Linked DNA regions of Mus musculus: regions 1 and 2 are each linked to region 3. A link is a contact called in public Hi-C and promoter capture Hi-C data. All regions are on one chromosome and are shown on one strand. Each heading gives the region's core, a stretch centred on a gene start, on an enhancer-like site or on the middle of the called end of the contact. The rest is flanking DNA. Distances are from core to core; before and after follow the strand shown.

What was found. A called contact is a pair of places that touch in the nucleus more often than the background predicts. Capture Hi-C pulls out chosen DNA fragments and counts their contacts.
Region 1: a contact with region 3 is called in a promoter capture Hi-C map of adipose tissue. The contact joins two enhancer-like sites. A contact is called at or near these places in 2 of 9 other capture datasets (adipose tissue and liver).
Region 2: a Hi-C map of muscle stem cells shows a contact between it and region 3, with 2.6 times the contacts expected there. The contact joins two enhancer-like sites. A contact is called at or near these places in 2 of 484 Hi-C or Micro-C datasets (muscle stem cells and ventricular fibroblasts), 2 of 115 datasets of contacts at active chromatin or transcription factors (embryonic basal ganglia and embryonic stem cells) and 1 of 9 other capture datasets (liver).

Annotation. Positions count from the first base shown.
Region 1 is chr9:37,227,397-37,231,713 of GRCm38.p6, forward strand. Slc37a2 (solute carrier family 37 (glycerol-3-phosphate transporter), member 2) reads right to left here. Exons shown (of 19, transcript NM_001145960.1): 19 at 1,753-4,260. Among named protein-coding and RNA genes, the nearest start is that of Tmem218, 21 kb to the left of the region's middle. Within about 2 kb of position 2,640, at least 137 of the 459 cell types and tissues checked have an H3K27ac peak or open chromatin away from gene starts, as enhancers often do. A contact at or near this core is called in adipose tissue, where this site is marked.
Region 2 is chr9:36,945,224-36,949,380 of GRCm38.p6, forward strand. The region is part of intron 5 of Pknox2 (Pbx/knotted 1 homeobox 2); the gene reads right to left. Among named protein-coding and RNA genes, the nearest start is that of Gm34652, 27 kb to the right of the region's middle. Within about 2 kb of position 2,113, at least 17 of the 459 cell types and tissues checked have an H3K27ac peak or open chromatin away from gene starts, as enhancers often do. A contact at or near this core is called in muscle stem cells, where this site is marked.
Region 3 is chr9:37,083,382-37,087,406 of GRCm38.p6, forward strand. The region is part of intron 1 of Pknox2 (Pbx/knotted 1 homeobox 2); the gene reads right to left. Gm34538 (a long non-coding RNA gene) reads left to right here. Exons shown (of 7, transcript XR_003948122.1): 7 at 442-493. Among named protein-coding and RNA genes, the nearest start is that of Gm34538, 48 kb to the left of the region's middle. Within about 2 kb of position 2,075, at least 45 of the 459 cell types and tissues checked have an H3K27ac peak or open chromatin away from gene starts, as enhancers often do. A contact at or near this core is called in adipose tissue and muscle stem cells, where this site is marked.

The DNA.
Region 1 (4,317 bases), core at 1,390-3,889, 140 kb after region 3:
ATGATAAATGTGTCAGTCCAGCCATTGGCTTAACCAGATGCGAGAATTAGATACAGAAAATAATCTGGAAACTTGTTGATTACCCTGAGTGGAATGTGACAGTTTAGGACTGGAAAGGACTTTTTATAGCTGATAGAACTGACCCTTTAACCCCAACCCCAAGCCTGGGAATAAGCATATGTCATACGTGCAGACAAGACAGTCTTTATTACGTGCAGCAAAGATGCCAGGTATTCTCAAAGCGCACTGTAAACGCTTATGTCACCATGTATCAGATCTATTAAGTGGGTCTTGTTTGTGTCTCCACTTGATACAACAGGTACAGACTGGGGGAATCATTCAACAGGGGGATTCAGGAGTCAAGGTTGGAAGTGAAGCAGTTTGGCTCAGTGTTCAAGCTCCTAACACTTATATTACACTATGTGTCTGTAAGGTACAAACAGGATTAAAGGGACCAAATTCAGGCCACACAGATCCACTTGAGAGAAACCCCTAGAAGGAGCTGTTGATTGTGGGGAGGAAGCCTGGAATTGGGCAGGAGTGGGGGTTAAAGTAGTTGAAGTATACTTAAAGATGATGTCATTGATGAGCTCTGATTGGGGCACTGTGCAGCAGCCAAAAGAGGGCACATCCCCTTTAGAGTTATTTCTAAAAGGATGGTAAGGATGCTGCTGTACTCGGTGCTATGTGGCCACCCCTGTATACCTGTTAATCTTTGAGGTTTTTGGCTCATGCACGTGCACATGCCTGGTGGATATGTATGCATGTGGAGGCCATAAGTTAACCTCAGGTGTCATTGTCAGATGCCATCCATCTTGATTTTTGTTTGTCTTAGGTAAATTCTCACTGTCTGGAGCTTACTATCTTCCTGTTTCTGCCTCTCGAGTGCTGGACAATTAACTTGCCCCCATACTTTTCTTCTTCGAGCGTGTTCTGGGAGTCAAACTCGGGTCCTCATGCTTACCCGGCAAGCATTTTACCCACTGAGCCAGCTTCCCAGCACTGGGAGCTCCAGTTTTTCTATGCTTCTGACTGTAAGTCGGTCATGCCTGTTTTGCACTAATGATGCGTATGAGTTTGCTATTGCTGCTGTAAAACATTACAAACTTCACATGGCTTAGAACAATGCACATGTATTATCTTACTGTCTCACAGGGCTAAGGACAATACTGTAGGAGAGATTCTAGGGGAGGACCTATTTGCATTCTTTAGCTTCTAGAAGTCCCTCACATTCCAGGGTTGATGAGCCCTTTCTGCATTCAGAAATCAGCAATGTAACATCTTCCACTGTTTTCCACCCCTGCCTCACTGTCATTCATGAGAGCCTTGTAGTTATCCTGGGCTCAGTTGACAACCCATCTCAAGAAGTCTCGTTTATCATGTAGCACAATATATTTATGGGATCTAAGAATTAGGGTGTAGACAGTCTGGGGGGGGGGAGGCATTACACCTTCTACAGGATATAGGGTTCCATTTCTTAGCTGTAAGGATGGCCTCCTTCCACCCCCAAACCTCCCTTATTCCCATAGCCTCGTGGACAAGGTCGGTTGCTTTGTCTAGGTCTCATGGCTCCCTGCAGCGGCCCTCCCCACCCTCTGTCTGGTCCCATGTTTAGGTCCTTCCTCACTCCTTCAGTGAAGCCTTAAAATTCTCAGCTCTACAAGAGGCTCTTTCCCTTCCAGCTACTTCCCACCTGCCACTCCTCATACACACTAGCCCAGCCTCCCAGTGGGTCTCTAAAGGAGAAACACAAAGAGTTATTGCCTTTTAATTACACGTGCTATTGTAGCATCTATAAGGAAGAACATTTTAAGCTTAATTGAGACCAAATGTGAAGTTAAATTAAATGAATAACTAATTAAGGTAATGTTCCTGCATTAGCCCCGTGTGAGTGCAGAGGCCTGAGAGAAGACAGGTACCAGGCCTCTAGTGAACAAACTGTGCGCAGAGCTGGCGTGTTGGGGGGATGAGGAGGGTGCAGAGAACCTGGCCTGGCAAGCGAGTGCAGAACGGTCCATGGGGGTGGTGATCCTCAGCCTTTGGGGTTTTCTCCAACCCTCTTCTTACACCTCCAGCCTAAGCCTTCATTTTTGAAGCCTGGCTCTGGGCTCTCACAAATCTTTTGAAGCTTTCTAATGACTCTCTTGCCTGCCTGGAGTGCATGTGTGCGTGTGTCCATGCTCTGGTCCTTATCCCAGCATAGGACAGCATGACAAGATTTATATTAGCTTCTTCTGTCTTCTGCTTCTCACTGCCTTTTCATATTGATCATCCAAGGCCCTTGGATTCTTCCTTCAAATACTGTCACACGTGAAGCCACCAGGATCGCCCCTACTGGCCCTGCCCACCAGTCCTGTCGCATCAGGTCTGAACTAATGAATGATGTAGCCCTCAACTGAGGTCATTGCTTTGTAGCTTGTGTTGTTTCTATTTTCATAGTCTGTCTTCTCTGCAAAGGAGACAAGAGCAGCAAGTGTGACTAACACTTATCTCCCTTCACACCAGTCCCATGCCTTGAGCAATGTTATTCCCCTGTGTAGATGAGGAGACAGGAAGAATGTGGTAAGTAATGAGGCTGAGATAGAGAAGACCTCCTAGAACCACTCCTCCCACACTGATCTCTCAAGAGGCTGTGTCAGGAAAGCAGAGTCTTCCTTCTCTGCAGAGGAAGGAATAGCAACCCTGCCTGCCCTGGACTCTACTACGGGATGCTATCACCATCTAGTGGCCTACAGAAGTAACACAGCTTTGCCTTAAAGTCTGTCCTTTCCACATAAGGTCAGTCTTTCTGGTCTTGAGGGATTTGTGAACACTGAGCAGACTACCATGTGCCAGCCCCTGCCCTGTACCAGGTCCTGAGGATAAGATGTGCCTGACTGACTGCTTCCTGCAGGACTAAAGTGAGAACCAGGCAAGTGAGCTTTATATTTTATTGCTGAGGCCAGTGTATCTAGCTAACACACTGACTGACACAACATCCTAGTAAATGCAATGGATGTATCTTGTATGGGGGTCTAGGCTCCTGCTGGATTGCACAGTGTTATCAATGTCATGAGCAATGCCCTCTGGGAAAGACAGCTGTCGCAGCCCCAGAACACCAATCTTTGTTGTTCATGTGACAATGCTTTACTGCCCCTCACGAGCCCCATGGCTGCTGCTATGCCAGGCCCTACCAAGGATAAGCAGTGGCACAGTTGGCAAAGGAAATCTGTATTGGTGCTGATGGGCAGCTTAGAGGTCAGGCGGAAATGCCAGGAGTCAGCCTGGCATGTCGTGAACCAGGACTCAAGAGCGGAAGGAAGGGGCATCAGAACACCAGGCAGAGGGTGGCTGCAAGGTGTCTCCTAGCAACTGCTCAGTAGCAGTTACGCAGATGTTTCCAGTGGTATCTTCATTTCTTGCTAAACTTGGCACCTATGTTCAGGGTTAAGTTCTTCCCATAGCCACTTCCTGTTTGTTCTTAAAGGACAGCTGTCATGACTTGAGCACCCAGTGCTTAATTCACACTGGCATTTGCAGTTGTATACAACACCTTAGTCTTCACCAAACTGACCCTGATGTCTTCATCCACTGAGGCATCTTAAGAGTGAGGCAAGGAAGGTACTGGGCTCTGAGGGTGGACACGGTCAAGAGCCCGAGAGCAAGTTCCCCTACATTTAGTACTTATGACAGCTCCCGTACCCCATCCAAGCCTTGACTCTGCAAAGGCAGCACTAATGCTTCAAAGTGGCTGAGTTATCAACAGGATCGAGTGGAGGATAGATCAACAGGGTCCTACTTGGAGAAATACAGAAAGAATAGTTCATAGACAGAGACAGACACAGAGACAGAAACAGAGAGAGAGAGAGGCCCAGCACCTTTGAAACAAGGTGAAATCCCTCATAGGTACAGGATAATTACAGAGGTTTATAATTTAACATGGGAAGGAGAGATGCACCTTTTCCAGGCCTTGGAATCCAAACAAGCAAGAGTCTGAACCTGTCCTTCCTTTCTGCTTTCAGCCCATTCCTTCTGATTGCAGTTCCCAGAGCTCAGGCCTTGAAGTCTGCCATGTTCCCATGCTTGGTGCTCAGCAGCCCCTTCCCATAGAGTTTTCTGTACCCTTCCTTAGTGGCAATGTAGCTTGGGGCTAGACCAGTTAGATCAGGAGGCTTTGCCTCTCCCTGTGATGGAAGCTTCCATTCTCTTGCTCATAAGTTGGGTACCCAGCAGGGGTGGCCCATGTTGCTCTTCCAATTGAGGCCTCAAATTTGTTTGTACCTGCATGAACAGAGGGTGGGATGGAAGAGAAAGTAAGCCACAACTTAATAAGCTTCT
Region 2 (4,157 bases), core at 863-3,362, 140 kb before region 3:
TTCTCTGTATCCCTCTGTCTATATGCACATTTGTGTACATGCACGCACACACACACACACACACACACACACACACACATACACGCACACACAGAGAAAGAGAGAAAGAGAGAGACAGGAAGACAGACAGAGACAGACAGAGAAAGAGAAACAGAAAGAGAGAGAGACAAAGAGAAAGAGAGAGAGACAGAGAGAGAGCCTGGCACATCAAAAAACAAAATCAATATGTAATCTCAACAATGTGGATGCTAAGTCTAGTCTACAAGAGCAAAAATCTAAAAACCTCTCCCATGAGACTCCTGCCCAGCCCCATGGTGAAAAGCAGTGGTAACAAGCACAGGAAAGAACCAGCTTTCCCTGAAATTAGGCAGCTAAGGAGAGGCAGAGGCAGTCCAAGCTTTTATCCTGGTCACCTGAAATCCAGCCAGTTCACAAACAGGTCACACTGCAGCAGATTACCGGGTTAGGGGAGGAGAAGGGGTCTCCATCCACTTTGCCTTGGTCACTGGCAGGGACTGAACCTCACCCACACGTATTTGGTGGCACTTGTTGGGTTATAAGACGCTCTTATAAAATACTTACTGCAATCTACCCTGTGCACTTAACACACCCAATTCGACTAAATAGCAACCTGATATGCTGGTTGAATGATTTTACCAAACAAACAAATGATTTGAAACGTAAACTTGGATGTCTAAACTCCGAATAATGAACTCTTCCATCTCTCCCATGTGGAATTTTGGATTTTTTTTTTACATTCATTTATTTAGGTGTGTGGGTGGGTGGGTGCACATGGGGAGGTAAAAGGACAGCTTGGAGGTTTTGTTCTCTCTTTCTACCATGTGGGTTCTGGAGATCAAACTCAAGTCATCAGGCTTGGCAGCAAGCCCCTTTACCTGCAGAGCGATCTCACTGGCTAATTTGAATCACTTTGTCCCCCTCTTTCTGTCACAGTCCTCGAGTCTTGGGGTCAAAAGCCAAGCTACCCCGAGTATCCTAAATCATCAAGACTTTTGCCAAGACAGGAAATCTTTGTTTTATCAGATAGGCGTCTAGAAGTACATCTGCTAACAACATTTCTGTGTGGGAACAAGGGTTCATCCACATTGTTGAGATATCATGTTGATGTTGTTTTTTGATGTGCCAGGCACACTCTCTCTTTTTCTCTCTCCATTTCTCTTTGGATGTCTACTCTATAGGGTAGAAAACCCTTTCCAAAGAGGGTCAGTGATTTTGCCCAGTGATAGAGTTAGAAGCCCAAAGCCTTAGTCTATGTTCTTTCCACATGACTATGAAAATGAACCAATGTCTAAGAAATGCAGAGTGCTGCTAGTTAATGGAGGAGTGGGTTGGGTTGGCTGACTGGTAAGAAGCCTTTGGAGACAGAAGTCCTAAAGCCCCAGGATGCTCTTCTCCCACTCCACTCACCTCATCTGCACTACTAGGGAGACCCAGTACTGACGACTTTGTAAGGAGGGACAATGGAGTATGCATCTCAGTTGTAGACTCTTGTCATTGAGGTCTCCGTGTACCAAGCAGTGCATAACCTTGTGAGGATACGTTTTTGGGCTTCTAGATTCCTGGATCTCTTATCAGTAAGTTATGACCAGGTGGGGTGTGAACACAGTCTCTGGACAATGCAGCTCTACCTAGACTAGGACTGATTGGTGGAAACACAGCATTTGCCACCTCTGGGCATACATACTGCTCTAGAACAAGGTAGCTGCAATCCCCTGGCCTTCCAATAACCTGTGGAAAAGCTAAGCTTGAGCCGAGAGCCTTCAGATGCCAGTGGCAAGGGGATAGAGTGTGCTCTCCTTGGAACTAGAGAAACAAGAGTATGATATCACTTCTCAGATAATGGCCCCAGTAGGCTGGAACCCTTGGTGGCGGCCGTTAGCTAAGATGTTACTTCCCATGCCAGCAGATCCAGCTGCTCCCGAGAGCATGCAATGGTCACTAAAGTTTCTAGTTCACAAAGCCTTGCCAAGGACACAGCCTGGAACATCTGTTCCCTGTATCTAATACTTCAGAAGCCTTGGCCCAGAGCTCTGGTCCCAATTCTTCCTTGGAATGTCTCCATCTCTCTCATGCTATCCTCAGGCCACCTTACCCAACACATTCCGTAAGTGACCAAGTATAGTGCCAGTGAAGACAAAGAGTAAAGCCCTAGGGTCACTTACTTGTAGCCAGAACACTCTTTGGTCACAGGGTGGACAAATTCCCTCAGTGACGCATAGTTAGGAAGTGGCAGTTCCCAGGGTGCTGGCCAGGAAGCTGCTGCAGAGGACAGTCACAACAGTACCCCTGCCACTTGTCTAGCCTGATCCTAGGGACACTGACTTCCTAGCATCTCTCAGCCTAGCCCCTAAAAGGGCAACTTTACTGCCACTCTCTCAGGGTTTGCCTCCCTTGGGAAAATTTGACTCTCCCACACAGGGCAGATGCCTTAAGTCAGATATTTGGATACTTTTTTAGATCCCTTATTATGTGCCAAATATATATTTCAGTTACTCTTTATGTCCATTTCCTTCTCCCCCTCTCCCTCCCCCTCCCCCTGCCCTGCCTGCACATTTCTTCATTGAGCAATGCCTTCAGGACTTAATATAATGCTCTACATGCACACAGTACACTGAATAAATGCTTCGTTGAGTAGCACTGTGAAAACCACTTGGTTAGGAGCTCGCTCCCATCACCAGAGCCCTGCCCTTTGCTCCTTAGACCTGATGACCCTGCTTGCTTCAATTTCCCAAAACGTTCAACAGCAGCTGACACCCACAGAGAATGCTTACCATCAGCCAGGTGTGCACATGTGGTGTGTGCCTGCACACGTGTGTGGGAGCATACTTGCCCATGCAGAAGAGAGCCAGAGGTTAATGTCAGATGTCTTCTGCTTTCATTCCCACCTTATTTTTGAGATGGGTGCTTGCCCAAACACCCCCATCACTGCCATTACAAATAAGCACTTGCCCTGCCCTGTTTTGTTTGTTTTTAGAGATCCAAACTCAGATATCCATGTTCCAGCTGCAAGCACTTGAGCCTCTCCCCAGCACCTGCCCCCACCCAGGTTCTTTACTAAGCCTTTGCCTGTGCAATCTAATCCTCTAGGCAGTCCTGATGAAGATACAGTGTTACGCTCACTCACATTTAGAGAGGAGGAAGCTGGGACATAGAAACACTGAGTGCCCAGTTGCGGAGCCAGCGCGTGTACTATGCAGCTGCCAAGGCTGCTATCCTAATTCCGAGACCTACATCACTGAGTGTTTCAGACTGAGTAGGCCAAAGCCACACAAGATGGGCCTATGCTTAAGACCTCCAGGCCACTCAACACACTGCTGTAGGCACTGGGCATTACCTAATGTTATGTAACTTTATCCTGGGTATTAGTGTTTTCTTTTCTACAGTTGAGAAAATGGAGGCTCTGAGAGATTAACTCGCCCAAGGTGACAAAGTTAGTTATCACCACGTCTATTTCTAGAACATTATTCTACTTCCCCTGCCTAGCATGGGTTGCTAAGCTGAATTTGCACCTCCAGCTAAAAGGACTGTCGGGATCAAGCCTCAGGATTCTGTGACCTTCAAGATGCTCTCCTGGGAGTGATCTGACCGATACTCAGATACTTGCTGTCCTGTTTCCTCCCTTCCCCCACAGGTATGGATTTGAGAGGAACCCAGTCTGGATGCAACGGGAATGGGTGTAATATACATAGCACTTTAGGAATTCACCTTGGTTTGTTGAGTGACAGTTGGACTTAGTATGAGATCTCAGGGGGTGGGACACACCAGTGTTGAGGCTCTCTGCTGAGTAGTTCATGGGAACTGGGGGACTGGTTTAAGTCTTCGGTGTGCAGTATGCAAAAAACACCAAGAAAACAGTGGGGGAAAGGGTTTAAAGCAGGGCTTCTGGAATTGCCATAAAGGAGTTCTCTCACTGGTAAGCCAGCAAAGGTTCCTGGACCAGGGCGGATGCTGAGAGTGAGCTTGCGCAAGCAGAGAGAAACAGTACTGAGTAGAATCCCCAAAGCAGAAAACTCTTGGCCTTGGCATTCAGGTGTGGAGCACCATGGCGCTTACACACGTATCCAGCTCTTACTCCACCCTCAGCACTTTCTGAAGTATTTAAGTCATTAAAGAGAGAACATTTCAAGTTAAGATCC
Region 3 (4,025 bases), core at 825-3,324:
TGGGGCCAGCAGGGGGAAAGCTTCCTAGAGAAGATTTCAGGTAGACAGTGAGTACTGTCTTCTACAAGTGAGTCAGGGCAGACAGGACCACGCTCCCCTCCACCACACCTCATTTCTTCTGATTCTTCAGCCCCTTCCCTACAAAAATGCCAAGAGGAAAAAAAACAAACAAACTTCTTGGTGATTGAGTGCCCCAACCTGCCCAAAGGAATAGCTACTGACTAGAACTTTCCACCGGGTGAAAGGCCCTGTACAGAGGAACAGAGCTGAGTGCCCTATGAAAGTATGGGCAGGGAAGTCTGCACAACACAAGCAAACAAAACCGACTCCATTGTTCGTGGTAAGAAGATAAAAGTCTTGCGACAGGAAGAACTTTTTTTTTTAATTTTTAAAAGTTTTGAGATTATAATATAATCATATCATTTCCCCTTTCCTATACAGGAGGAACTTAAGGTGAAAAGTCCAGAGGGGGTTGAAAGAAAACTGTGCATGAAAAAGAACAATAAAGACAATTTAGAAAAATAAAAGGCATGTTTTTCTTTTCTTTTTTGGGGTAAGACTTTAAAAACAATAGAGGCATACATTTATCAGGTGTCTACTCCATGATCTAGATGCATTGAATACCCAGGAATAGGTCCTGTGTTTAAAATGTTGCCACCACCTTACTTAAAAATAATTTTATCTTTCAGGGTCACCACAACACAAGGATTTTTATATTTTACTGTTTTATTAAATCTATACTTTATTCAAATGTTAAAATAACTTATTATTCATAATTTTATAATTTATAATAATTTATTAAATATTTATATTCTACTATTTTATGTTAAAATGTCACAGGACTAGAGAGGTTGAGAACCACTGATCTAGAGTGTATTTGATGAGACAATGTGCTCTCTCCCTGCCCTTTGGGTCTGTCCACCTGAGACACCAACAACTTAGAGGATATCTCTGTCTTTTCATTTGCACATGATATTAAGTCAAGAAGGGAAGCTGCTGTGCTCGAGGATCAGAATCCAGATTGCTATAAAGCACTGAACAAGATAATGATAATAATAATAAAGATGGCCTAAACTAGAATGTTCATTTTTCCATCACCAGCTTTTATTTCTTGCACACCAACATCATGACAACCACAAATTAAATAATTTTGAAAGTCACAAGGAAATTTGTCCACAATCTCATTACTTGAGACTATCAAATTATACTTTATGTCCACATTCAAATCCATTTTCTTGAAGTAACTGTAGAAAATGATTTGACAAGTAAATATACACAAAACCTAACTCGTATACTAAAAAAAAAATCAATTGCAGAACCAGAATGGATTGAACTAGCTTGAAAAACAACAACAGAAAAACCGTGGGTCATCTGAGTTCAGTGCAATCTCGGGATAAGTTCTGGGTGCTGCCAAACTTGTTAAATGTGATCTTAATAGCCATACAGTGTCTTGGCTGAGGCACTGATGATGTCCCTGGACTTACCAGGTCATATTAGTTCTGTATGCTGTAATGCCCTCATATTTTAAGAACTTTGACATCAATGAGTAAAAGAGAGAGGAGAAAAAGTCTAATAGTCACAAGGGCGGGCTCTGGTATCATGGTTCAATACAAACTTGACTATGGGTAAGTTCCCAAACCCCTTTGTGCCTTAGTTTTTCATCTTTAAAATAGGACTAATTAAATCTCAAGTTCTGAGAGTGGTTGGGAGGATTGTGGGGTACCATACAACCTAAGGCATGTTAGAATAGTGTCCCATACAAAGCAAGCACTCACTGAGTACCAGGTATTATTGCATTCTTCTCAGTAAGAAGAAGACACAGAAGAAGAAATCGGACCTGTATCTGCCTTTTGTCATTCTTAGTACCCACTGGTGACAGAGTTAGGACACCATTGCCTAAAGCCGCCTGGCCCCTCGTCCTCAGAATAGACATCCAAATGCATACAGAAACCACAAAAAAGAGACTACATTATTCTAGAAGGCAAGCTCAAGACTAATCAAAGATTCTAGGGGAAGCTAGTCTTCGCATAACAAGGGATTCTCTAATAATGAGAAACACTCAGAGTGAATAAGGCTTCATTCCAAATAGTGACTCATAGTCCTGAAGGAGCTTCCTGCACTAGATGAAAAGCTGTGCCAAGGAATAGTGTCCCAGATTTGGCCTTCAGCCATCAGCAAAATAAAAAAAGAGCACACACATATTTGTGAGGGGGGGGGAGGGGAGAGAGAGAGACAGACAGACACAGAGACAGAGTGAAACAGAGACAGAGTAAGACAGACAGTATGTTTAAAATGACATTTCTACTTACTGTATGTGTATGGGTATAGTGTGTGTGTGTGCGTGTGTGTGTGTGTGTGTGTGTGTGTGTGTGTGTGTGTGTATGCAGCTATTCACAAATGCAGAAGCCAGAGGAGAACTTTAGGTACCTTCCTCTATTACTCTGAACCTTATTCCTTTGAAGCAGAGTTTCCCACTGAACCTGGAGCTTGTGTCTTTTGACTAGACTGGGCTGGTAGTCAGCAAGCCTTAGCATCCCCTTTCTCCACACCCGCTAGCACCCTCGGCCCCCCAACACTGTGCTTACAGGCTCATGCAAGATCGCAGCAGCTGGAGAGTTATGCAAGTGATAGGATCTGAACTCAGGTCATAAAAGCTCTGATAATTCTTATTTTGATAAAATATTAATCATGCCATCTTTCAGCATCATCTTCTAGCATAATACAGCCTACAAAAGGAGATCAAATGTCTTACAACTAAGGGTCATTCGTTGAATTGAATGATTAAAACATCATCAAAATCATATCCTCTCAAACAGGGCAGTTGCACATATGAACTCAGGGGAATTGTGACAGTGTAGACAAGACCTGAGACAAGCTTCAGCCAAACAAAATCCAAGAATGGAAAGAGGAAGATAGGCATGAAACCCCATTCCTAGCTGAGGAACTGTTGGCATTTGATAGCTTCCGGGGGAAGAAGAGTCACCTTTGTGTAATGGTGTGACCCCTGGAGGACTGACCACACTCCAGGGCATGCCTCACTCCCAGAAGTAGGGTAACACTAGCTAAACTCTGTGGGGGAAGTAGAGAAGCAGTGGGGAGGTGGAGGTAAAGAGATAGATGTGACAGGATGAGGGGCGGACATGATCAAAGCACATTGTGTTACATTCTCCAAGAATTGACACAAATGCTTCAAGTCACTCTCTTTTCCCACTCATTTCCATTTGTCATCTTTGTTTCTGTCTCCAGCTGTCTATTTCTCATCTGTCTCTCTGTTTCTTTCTGTCTCTAACTTTCTTTCTTTCCTCTTAACTCTACTTATTTCTTACCCCTACCTCTGCTCCTATTGAAAATCCTGTTCCTATTAAAAAATCACATACTATATCCTGATTATGGTTTCTCCTCCCTCTACCGCTCTCAATTCCTCCTCCCCTTCCCTCCTATTCAGGTCCACCCCTTCTGTCTTTCATTAGAAAACAAACAGGAAAGGAGCTGAAGAGGTGGTTCAGTGGTAAAGACCACTTTCTGTTTTTCTAGAGGACAGGAGTTCTATTCCCAGTTCCTCTATCAGGCCTCTCAAAACAGCCAGGGGATTTAACATATTAAAAAAGAAAAAGAAAATAAACATATTTTAAAGGAACAATAATAAAATGTAATATAATTAAATAAAACAAAACTAACACACACACACACACACACACACATAGATAGATATAGATGTGTGTGTGTGGGGGTGGGTATGTGCACATGCAGAAGACCCATGGAGTAAAAAGAAGGAAGAAAAAATTAAATATATATGTAAATAAAATAAAAATAAGATAATTTTTAAAAATAAAGGAAAGAAAAGAAGTCAAAGTCTTGACATAACATTATGAGACAAGGAACATTCAAAGATGCCATTGGCTTCATTTTCTGCGGGCCATCTACTGCTGAACATGTAGTCTACCCTTAAGAGTAGTTTGTTTCCCCAGTGAGACCCTCTTGGAGAAGACTAAATTTTTATTTACAACTGGTTGTCAATTGGAGAT